2 separate regions of the Mus musculus genome follow, and region 1 is linked to region 2. A link is a contact called in public HiChIP or PLAC-seq data. All regions are on one chromosome and are shown on one strand. The core of a region is the stretch at or near the end of the contact, and the rest is flanking DNA. Distances in the headings are between cores, read along the strand shown. Region 1 overlaps Nos3 (nitric oxide synthase 3, endothelial cell). Region 2 overlaps 5031425E22Rik (RIKEN cDNA 5031425E22 gene).

Region 1 (4,932 bases), core at 350-2,849, 960 kb after region 2:
TACTGAAACCCTATTATTACATCAAGAATGGTGGCTCTCTGGGTCACTTCCCAACTACAGTTGAGCTTTGAGTCTCAAAGCTTTGGTGCAGGGACCTGACCCTGAAGCCACAATTACAGCAACAACATAGATTAGACAGTAGCCCTGCTGATTGGTGAAAGAGTGGCCCCAGCACGATTCTCTATGTCCTTGGCTACTACCCGTGTTAAAAGGCTTGGCTTCTGTCAGGCATGGTGGGAGAGGGGGAGAGAGAGAGAGAGAGAGAGAGAGAGAGAGAGAGAGAAAGACTCAGCCAGGCAGTGGTATCAGATGATATTGCATGCCTTTAAACCCAACATTTGGAGGCAGAGGCAGGCAGATCTGAGTTTAAGGCCAGCCTGGTCTACATAGTGAGTTCCAGGATAGCTAAAGCTACCCAAGAAACCCTGTCTGGAAAAAACAAAAACAATCAATCCATCAATCAAACAAACAAACAAAAGAGACTCATTTGTCATTGGTCCTTGGGCTTTCCTGTCTGTACAGCCATAGCTTTGTTGATATGTCATGGGTGACGATGTAAAGGGGTCTTAATGGACTCTCTCTGGTTAGGGCTCCCTCCTTCCGGCTGCCACCTGATCCTAACTTGCCCTGCATCCTGGTGGGCCCAGGGACTGGCATTGCACCCTTCCGGGGATTCTGGCAAGACAGACTACACGACATTGAGATCAAAGGTGAGGCTGGGCTAAGGGTGACCTGCAAGTCAGAAGGAAGCCAAGCAGAAAATCAATGGCTTGGAAGAAACGACCATAAAAGAAACTAGGCCCAAAGGTGAAAAGAAACATATTTAATGGGAAAGGGAGGAGAGTCGAGTCTGGGTCCTGATTGTCAGCCTTCCTGGTGGTCCCTCAGCATATAGTAGGTTTTAAAATGGATTAAGGATAGAGAAGGGAGGGACAGAGCAGGAATTCGAACAGAAAACGACTCCAGGTTGATTCCTTTTGAAGTCAGAACGCCTCTGGGGTGATCCTATCTATTAACTGACAGGCACAGAGATGTCAATCAAAGTGGTTGTGTGCGATAGGACTGGAGTGAGGAAAAAGACCTGGGATTTCACACAAGGCAATGTGTACAGAATTGAGTCCAGTAGAGCAGTTTCCTTCTATAAATCAAAGGTGTGCAAGGGTCTGGGCAGAAAGCATCCTATTTTGCCCCTAGAGGCTGAACAGACAAGATAGTGGTTGCTCCAAGCCAAAAGTCTGGCTGGCACCCTGAGTGGCCTGGAGGTGGGGTTACCAGGACTGTTCCAGAGGAAGGGGCCCTCCCAAACCTCCATGTTGCTCACAGGGCTACAACCTGCCCCCATGACTTTGGTGTTTGGCTGCCGATGCTCCCAACTGGACCATCTCTACCGGGACGAGGTACTGGACGCCCAGCAGCGTGGGGTGTTTGGACAAGTCCTCACCGCCTTTTCCAGGGATCCTGGCAGCCCCAAGGTACCAGGGGCGGGTGTAGAGATAGCGTGACAAGGCCGTTCCCAAGCCCCGCCCCTCCCAAACCCATCTTACCCGGGCACGCCCCTGGCCTGGGCGTTCTCACAGCAAGGCCCGTCCCTAGACCTACGTGCAAGACCTCCTGAGGACAGAGCTAGCCGCGGAGGTTCACCGTGTGCTGTGCCTTGAGCAAGGACATATGTTTGTCTGCGGCGATGTCACTATGGCAACCAGCGTCCTGCAAACCGTGCAGAGAATTCTGGCAACAGAGGGCGGCATGGAGCTGGATGAAGCCGGTGACGTCATCGGCGTGCTGCGGGTGCGAAAGGGCAGACCTGGCCGGGCTAGGGTAGATCTATGCTGACAGCTCCTGTTCGGGTTCTAATCCATTGAGTTCTTTTCCTCCCCTCAGGATCAGCAACGCTACCACGAGGACATTTTCGGACTCACATTGCGCACCCAGGAGGTGACAAGCCGCATACGCACCCAGAGCTTTTCTTTGCAGGAGCGACAGCTGAGGGGCGCAGTGCCCTGGTCCTTTGACCCGCCTGGCCCAGAAATACCTGGTTCCTGACAGTCTTCCTCCCCTCCAGTTCCCGGAAAGAGGGATTGTGTCACTTCGTTCGGTTGACCAAGGCTAGCCACCCTCTCTGAAGAATGCCTACAGCATTGGTTGCAAGGCTGCCAATTTAAGATCTTTCTTCTCTCTCCAGTTTACCTAGGCTGGGGGGGGGGGGTCGGCCTAAATCTTGAAGGTTCCTCCGGCTGTGGTAGTTAGGGCATCCTGCTGCCCTCTTCATATGCTTTGATGGACTGTAGACTCCCTTTAACTCTCTCTCTGGAGTATCTTACGTTTAAAGTCTAAGTCATCCCGGTATTTATTGAAAAATTATCATAAAAGACCATGCCAGATGCCCAACCCAAACCTTGTGAGTTACAATGATTGAAAATGAGACTTGTTCAATGCTTTAATGTGTAAAGATGTTGGGATAATAATTCTTTGACAGTGAGTCCCAGACACCTCTCTGTAACCCAGTACTCTGCAAAAAAAAAAAAGTTTCTAACCAGGGACAGACAGTTTTGCGCTTGAGTGAACAGGTGCAGTCCTCAGCTTCCAAGAGTGGGGCGTGCCAGACATTCCCATGGCAAAGATGTGCAGCTCAACCATGAGCAATTTCTGCTGCTTGTTTCGTACAGGATGAGGAGTCCCACCCACTTCCTCCTGCTATCACAGCAGTGCTGACGTCCAAAACCAGCAGCCCTCTCTGGTTTTTCCACTCACCCGTCTCCATATTCCCCACCCCTAGTCCCACAGGAACTCAAAGGGGAGGTCGACAGGAACAACTTCCCTAACACTGAGTTGAACCATGCCTGGGCCCTGGCCCCACCTTGAGGCCACTGGGGTCCTTCCCAGGCAACTGCTCCACAACCAGCCAGGCTAGTGTTCTCTTATCCTCACTTGTGGGGCCCATCTGTAGGCTACCTCAGCTCACAATCATCTCCTACTTTTTCACTGTTCTCCGGGCAAGCCCCTCTTTGACTCCCAGATATGGCCAACTAAAATATCCTGGGCCTGTCATCGGAAATAGGAATGGAGCTCAGAAGATGGCTTCAAGTGTCCTTCCATGCCACCCATCAAATTTCCTGCAGCTGGAAAAGCCAGAACCTGTAAGAGGAAAGGACTGTTAGCAAGCATTCCAGGCACCTAGAGACTGCCCTACCACCCCAGATCTAACTAGTATCTCTGCCCCACCAAAACTGGCCCCAAGCTAGTTTCCTTATCCTTGCCTGCTTAACCCCCATGTGGGCAATACCGACCTGAGATATCCTCAGTCAGTGCAAGGGGCCTGTTAGGGGCTCCTTCTGGGTGTCTGTGTTCTCCTGAAACCCCTTTGGGAACAGATTCTGGGCCCTCTGGGTGCCCCACTGTTGTCTTGGGCTAGAAGCAGGACTGGAGCCTGGAGATAAATGTCACTGAGTGAGCGTGTCATGATGCACAAGAAACACCAGGATCTTGCTCCCATCCCCTATACTCCTCACCATCACTTGACCAAGATGGCTTCTCCTCATCAGGTGAGCCTGGCTGTGAAGGGCTGGACCAGGGCCTGGATGGGGAGGAAGCTGAAGCCTCTCCCCATAGTTCTTGCTGCTGCTGTTGATGAAGCTAGATGGTGAAAGAAGGAGAAGGATGAAGACCAGGGGCTCCCTCATATGTGGGGGCAGGAAGCAAGGCCTAGCTCCTCCGCTAGGAACAGAGAGCTCACAGTTCCCGCTAAGAACCTTTTAGATTCTGCCCCATTCCCAGCATTCACTTCATTCGCCTTCTTCCCACAGTCCCTCTACACACCTGATGTAGGTAAATAGCGTGGAGGCTCATCTCAGCAGAGACAAGCTCTGGGAGCTGGGTCAGCTTCTGGCCCCCTGTGCCTCCTGGGGACACACAGCTAAAACAAGATGTACCCAGTTAAGAGTCAGCCCCCTCACAGAGGAAGGCAGTCCAGGCTTCCCCTCACCTTCCAAGACTCCTCAGCACCCTAGTACCCTCTCCCAGAGAATCACCACCAATCCAGACTCCCCTGCATCTCAGGCCTCCACCTCTCACCTGGGGTCCTGGACCATTCGTGAAATAGAGGCAAGGAGGCTGGCTGTGGCTGCAGCAGGGCAGGGGGCTGTGGGACTCAGGTCCCTCTGGGGTGGGCGGGGATTTACCAAGAGGTTGGCAAGGAAGGCTTCTGGCTAAACAAAAGAGAGCCAAAGGGTGGAGAAAAGGATAAGGGGAGAGTCCAAAGGAGGGACAGAGATATGATGGGTTGAGCCTGGCTGCCAGGGTAACACATAAAGTTAGAAATGCCAGGGAGAGATGGAGGGTGGCAAGAACAAAGGGTAGGCAGGCGTGGGACTTACCAGAGGGGATGTACAGTCACTGAGCACTCCTGGGGTGGGGGGACTCCGAGTCGAGGGAGCACCCCAGGCAGCTGCATCTTGTTGTACCCGGCCCCGAAGGTGTCCAAGGAACTTAGAGCTGTGCCCTGGTGGCTGCCATTGTGGGTGTGCCAGGGAGAACCGCATTAAGGAGAGTTCGGTCTTTCCATCCTCTGCACGCTGAGAGAGTGAGGCCTCTGTCTGTCCCTCTGAAAGCCACTGCAAGGAAGGGAGTCCTTCTGGTATTAGGGACACCAAGATTCAGCTAGGCAGGATGAAAAATACTGCCCCATAGATGAAGGCTGCGATGGGAACTCTTTAAAGATTATCCAGGAGTAGGGCAGTGGAGCAAGGCATAGGCATTTGGTCTGAGATACAGCTAGCTTTGAATGTTTGCTCCCCTGTGCAGTCCTAGTTCCTAAGACAAGACAATCCTACACTCCACTCTTCCACCACCTAGCCCTCATGTGGTGGTGGTGGGGGGAGCAGTCTTTGCTCCCATTTATCAACTTATTTCAAAATAATGTACCAGCAAAGAGCT
Region 2 (4,791 bases), core at 885-3,384:
GGGTCTCGGTATTCAGGGGGTGGTGCTGGGGAACGCACATACTTTACTACTGAGCCCTAAGGTCAAATCCTAGGAACTAAATAGAGACACCATTTCTTTTAAATTTTATTTTAGACAAGTAAAATTCGTACATATTTTTAAAAACAGAAACAAACATTCATATTTAATTGAAATCTAGAGAAAATATCTTCTACCCAGAATGCCTGATTTCTGAATATTTTTATTTTTTGATTTATTGACGTGCCACCTTTTCTTTCCTCAACAGAATACTCATTTTATGCAAGCAACCAGATTTACAAAATATATTTTATTATTCTCCACTGTCACACATTTTCACTGAACATTTAAGGTCACAAATAGACAGGCAAGGTGATCCAGCACCCTGACAGCTGCAGGGCACTAACACCTTAGTAAGTGCACACAAATACATACTGAGGTTTTTTTTTTTTAAAGCAAAATTAGGATTATCTTGTAAATATCACTTCAAGGCCTACGATAGCCATCTTTCCACATCAGCATTTTTAAATGATTGTCCGTGCAGCGTTGCCAGGCGAGTAGTACTGAGCCACAACTCTCCTCGCCTGTTTCATTTTGGTTTGTATTTTTACTGTTAACATAGCTTACATAAATAGTACATCTTAAGTCTGTACTAGATTGACCTTTCTATTATTTGCAAGTATACTCTACTGTGTGGCTTCCTCCCCATCAACAAGGCTTTAAACAAGAGGGCTCTTCTAATCCCAATCAGACTGTATTTACACTTTACAGTTCATATGCAGTTTCCCATTAAATGTTCTAATGTACAAAGAACTTCTGGTTCAACTGGTGTGGGGATCTGACATTTTTACCTCTCTGTGTGAATTGTGGATGCTGGCTGTGTCATTCAGTCGTGGGTTTGGTGTCCTGCAGAGATTTGTAGACAGCAAGTGTAAAGAAATCAAACCCCCAGCCTGAAACAGGGATGGTCCAACTGTTCCCTGTATATTCCAACCTGGTGGGTCCGCGGTAAAGCACAAGTTTGGGGTTATTTTTTGTGTAATAATCTTTTACTGTTTAAATCTTCATCGCTGCCTCCTAAGTTATCCCAAACACATTATTACATCGTTAGTGCACCTAAAACAGCAAAACAACAACAAACCCCAAGCGACTTCACTCCTGCTTTTGTCCCCTAATCTATACCCAGTTCTAAACCACCTAGCCAAACAGTGAAGCCGCGCCCTAAAAATAAACGGGCACATGTGTGAAAACTTCTAACACCTAGAAACCTACAATGTACTTAAACTCAGCCTGATTTTTCCCTGTAAACTAAAATCATGGTAGGACTACCCAACTTGGCCTTGTCCATCACCCTACAGCATATTTATTCAGTATGGACCTGCAAAAAAGGAAGCCACACAAAAAAGAAGCATCCCTTAGAAACCAGAAGCCAGTAAAGTCTGCTTTGGAGGGATCAGTTATACTGAAGAGCTGTCAAAATACACACTCATGTGCTACAGCATGCTTCTCCATACCTTCATGTTTTAGGTGGTGATACCCAGCAAAGTTAATCATCCCCCCGCCCCCGCAACTCCCCCACCCACCATTCCCTTCTTTCTCTGTTAGTTACTACTGCATATCTGGTATACATTATCTCATTTAATCCATCAATCTAATTTAAGTGAGAAAAGGCTGGACTAAAGAGATTATATTTCAACAAGGACACTGCTCTACTTCCCCAAACTGAGCATCATGAAACTAACCAGGCATGATGTAATTCTGTAACCCAAGTCCTCAAAAAGATCGGGCCAAATGCAAGACCGCTTCAAAAACAAAAGCAAAAAAATTGTTATTTCCACTGGGCGCAGACTAACCACCATCAGCATTTCCGGAAGATGGCGGCTGCACTGGGCTCAAAATGTGAGCTGGAAGCTCAGACGACCGAGTTAAGCAGGAAGCTGCACTACGGTGCTTTACAGCGAGGATTAAAGAAGGGATAAGCTCGGCCGCTGTATGTAGCCTCGTCGCTCTGCTCCGTGAAGGTCCCAGGAAAACGCCGCCCGGCTCGAGCGCCGCGCACCCGGCCAGCCTGCAGGCGCAGCTCCCGCAGCTGCTCTCCCGAGCGGAAGGGCAGCCGCCGTGACGCAGACAGCGCCGGGGAAACGCCCTGCTCTGTGGTACAAGCACTCGCTCTGTCACTGTGGGACTCAAGGCTTGAGGTCTAGAGCACAAGCCCACGCTATGCTTCGCCAAGAGGTGTTTTTCCTCTGGTGTAAAATTTGGCAGCCACAACGGGGTAGCTTGGTTTTATCCATGGTTAGGACACGCCGGCTATAGGTATTATACGGTAAAAGCCCGATTACTACAAAAGGTCAAAACTAAGCTACTGAACCACTCGTCAATCAAACCGGGCTTAAGAGAATGGATCCTCAGTACTTCTCACTAAAGAAAAATCCTTTCCTACAGCTTTTCACTCAGGCCACTTTTACTGGACTAATTTCTAATGTCAGTTAGGGAAAGGATCACTCCAGTTGAAAGCTACAAGAACATTAAACGCTAGAATAGCTAGCTGCGCGTTACAGGCATGGTGATGTATGCCTGTAACCTGAGCTAGAAACAGGAAAAAAAAAAAGGCGTTGATCTTTTGACTACCAAGTGATTTCGAGGCCAGCCTGAATTACACGAACCACGCCTCGCCTTTAAAAAATAAAATTATTTAGTCCCATTAGGGCACCATTATGTCTAAGCTTCATTATTTGTCAGCCTTCTCTTAGAATCTGAACACCTTGCACAGGATTTCTAAGCAGGAGTGTCCATGGAGAATTTAACAGGATCTGTGCACTATGCTACTCTACGCACATTAACAGCATTCCGAGAAGGGATCCGCCTTTCAGAAGCATTAATTAGGATGGATTTCTGGTTCCGAATTCCTGCAGTGTATTGTGCCAAGCCTGTAACTCTAGAGGCAGTGTTGAGTTGGTGGTCAGTCAGTCTGAGTCACCTGAGACCTCGTTTAAACTCTTGCCCACCCTCGTCCTCGAAAAGCAACCCACATTAAGGTCATGTGGACCATGGAGTCAATCTTATAAAAAACCTTCTCAACCTATGTAAAAGCTAAGTCTCCAACTCCTCATACTTCCTGAGAGCCGGGGCTGCAGTGATTTCCCACTATGCCTAGATTTTCTATTAGGACTATTTTTCAATTGTGGCTGGGTTCACAGACTTCTACCCTAACTTTTGCTGGGGATTGAGCCCAGTGCTTTCCCAGAGCTACGCCTCACTCAGCCCCTAACCCCTCCCCTTCCCTCAGTACTAAGAATCAAACGTGCTGGAACTGACGAAGACTACATTTCAACTCAAGGCAGGTGATCTCCTATGTTTGAGGCCAGTCTAGTCTATAAAGCAAGTTCCAGGCCAGCCACTGAGAACTTGTCCTCTAAACAAGACAAACCCATGACCTGAAGCATACTAAACAAGTGCTCTACCATCAAGCTATGACCAAAGCCCTATATAATCTAAAAGCCCCAGTAACTGACCACTTATGGAGCACATCTGCTAATATTGAGCTGACTAGATAGGCACTTTCTCTAAATCTGTTAAATCATTTGTTGCAGCGAATCCCCTCTCGATAGAATCTTCAGAAGTGTACAAGTCTCCGTACAGTGAGTTTAAAGTGTGCAGTTTTTCCGTTCTCAGGAAGGGGACTATTAAATCTCAGCTGTGATGTGGCTGTGTGTAGCTGCTCATCCCAGCACTGTCAATACACAGCTCTCTAAAGCCAGTGACTGTTCAAAGCTGCTCCTCTTTATCAGTTTGTATCATGCACTGGGCTATTGTAATTGGGGTCTTTTCATAGGGAAATCTGTATTGCAAGTGCTTAGAGATGCAGCTTAAAATTCAAATTTTACTTTGGATAATACTGACTTGATGCTTAGGTTGAGGTAATTTGCTAAAATCGGGGTGGGGGGGGTGAGGAAAAAGGCAGGCATTTCAGGATAAAGGACTGGAATAAAAGTGTGTGACTATGTACTGTCATGTCAGTAAAACTAGCTGGCTACATCTAGTAGTATAATCTCCAAACATAACAGCAATACTTTCATATATGGCAGTGTCACTCTGTGACATCTACTAGGCCTGAAACCACATGGTGGAACAGATCATATTTGCTGCTTCTGAGTACTTATAAAATTACACTTGCTAAATTTGTACACTGCCTTCCATTGCTAAAATGTTCTCCCTAAGACAGGCTCTTTAATCACCCTTTCCTCCCTCCTCTCTCACGCAGCCATCTTTGGAGACAACTGTACAGAGGCAACACAGACTGTGTAGGGGGGTGTACTTATTTCCCAGGCCTTTGAAAAAGCAAGCACTTTTAACTACTAAGCTATTCTCCACTCCTATTTTTACAACTTAAACAAAGCATCAGCCCCTTTTATGAAACAATCAGTAAAAACAAAACAACCCAACACACTGCTCTTTCTATAATCAGGCAGAAAACCTTTGCCAGCTCCACCCCTAACTTTTCTTACTGTTAGTCCTGACTGACCTGGAATTCACTATATAGACCACTTGGGCCTTCAATTTGGATCCACCCGTCTCTGCCTCCGGAGTGCTGGGATTAATACAGCCCATCTGGCTGACATAATAATCTTTGTTTTTAAAACTTCCATCATTGTCAAAGGACGATGCTTGTGGGATATGCATTTATGATTAATTTTTAAGTCTAACATAGCTTTTGATACTTTATAAAACGCTTATGTCACAGGGTCCATAATGTTATAGGAAATCTTTACTGTGCCTAACTTTATTAGTAAC

Evidence for each region. HiChIP or PLAC-seq counts read pairs in DNA pulled down with a chosen protein or histone mark.
Region 1: a contact with region 2 is called in an HNF4G HiChIP or PLAC-seq map of pancreatic cancer cells. The contact joins two enhancer-like sites. A contact is called at or near these places in 2 of 39 promoter capture datasets (the C10 cell line and liver), 1 of 484 Hi-C or Micro-C datasets (Th1 cells), 1 of 115 datasets of contacts at active chromatin or transcription factors (pancreatic cancer cells) and 2 of 9 other capture datasets (adipose tissue and liver).

What each region holds. Positions count from the first base shown.
Region 1 is chr5:24,381,937-24,386,868 of GRCm38.p6, forward strand. Nos3 (nitric oxide synthase 3, endothelial cell) reads left to right here. Exons shown (of 26, transcript NM_008713.4): 23 at 589-710; 24 at 1,324-1,472; 25 at 1,594-1,788; 26 at 1,882-2,538. The coding sequence ends at 2,043. It overlaps Atg9b (autophagy related 9B), which reads right to left. Exons shown (of 14, transcript NM_001002897.3): 9 at 4,374-4,610; 10 at 4,072-4,205; 11 at 3,817-3,913; 12 at 3,510-3,633; 13 at 3,288-3,427; 14 at 2,245-3,135. The coding sequence ends at 3,303. Among named protein-coding and RNA genes, the nearest start is that of Gm15587, 7.1 kb to the left of the region's middle. Within about 2 kb of position 1,600, at least 306 of the 459 cell types and tissues checked have an H3K27ac peak or open chromatin away from gene starts, as enhancers often do. A contact at or near this core is called in Th1 cells, adipose tissue, liver and 1 more, where this site is marked.
Region 2 is chr5:23,416,442-23,421,232 of GRCm38.p6, forward strand. All of the region lies in intron 1 of 5031425E22Rik (RIKEN cDNA 5031425E22 gene), which reads right to left. Among named protein-coding and RNA genes, the nearest start is that of 5031425E22Rik, 14 kb to the right of the region's middle. Within about 2 kb of position 2,135, at least 443 of the 459 cell types and tissues checked have an H3K27ac peak or open chromatin away from gene starts, as enhancers often do. A contact at or near this core is called in Th1 cells, adipose tissue, liver and 1 more, where this site is marked.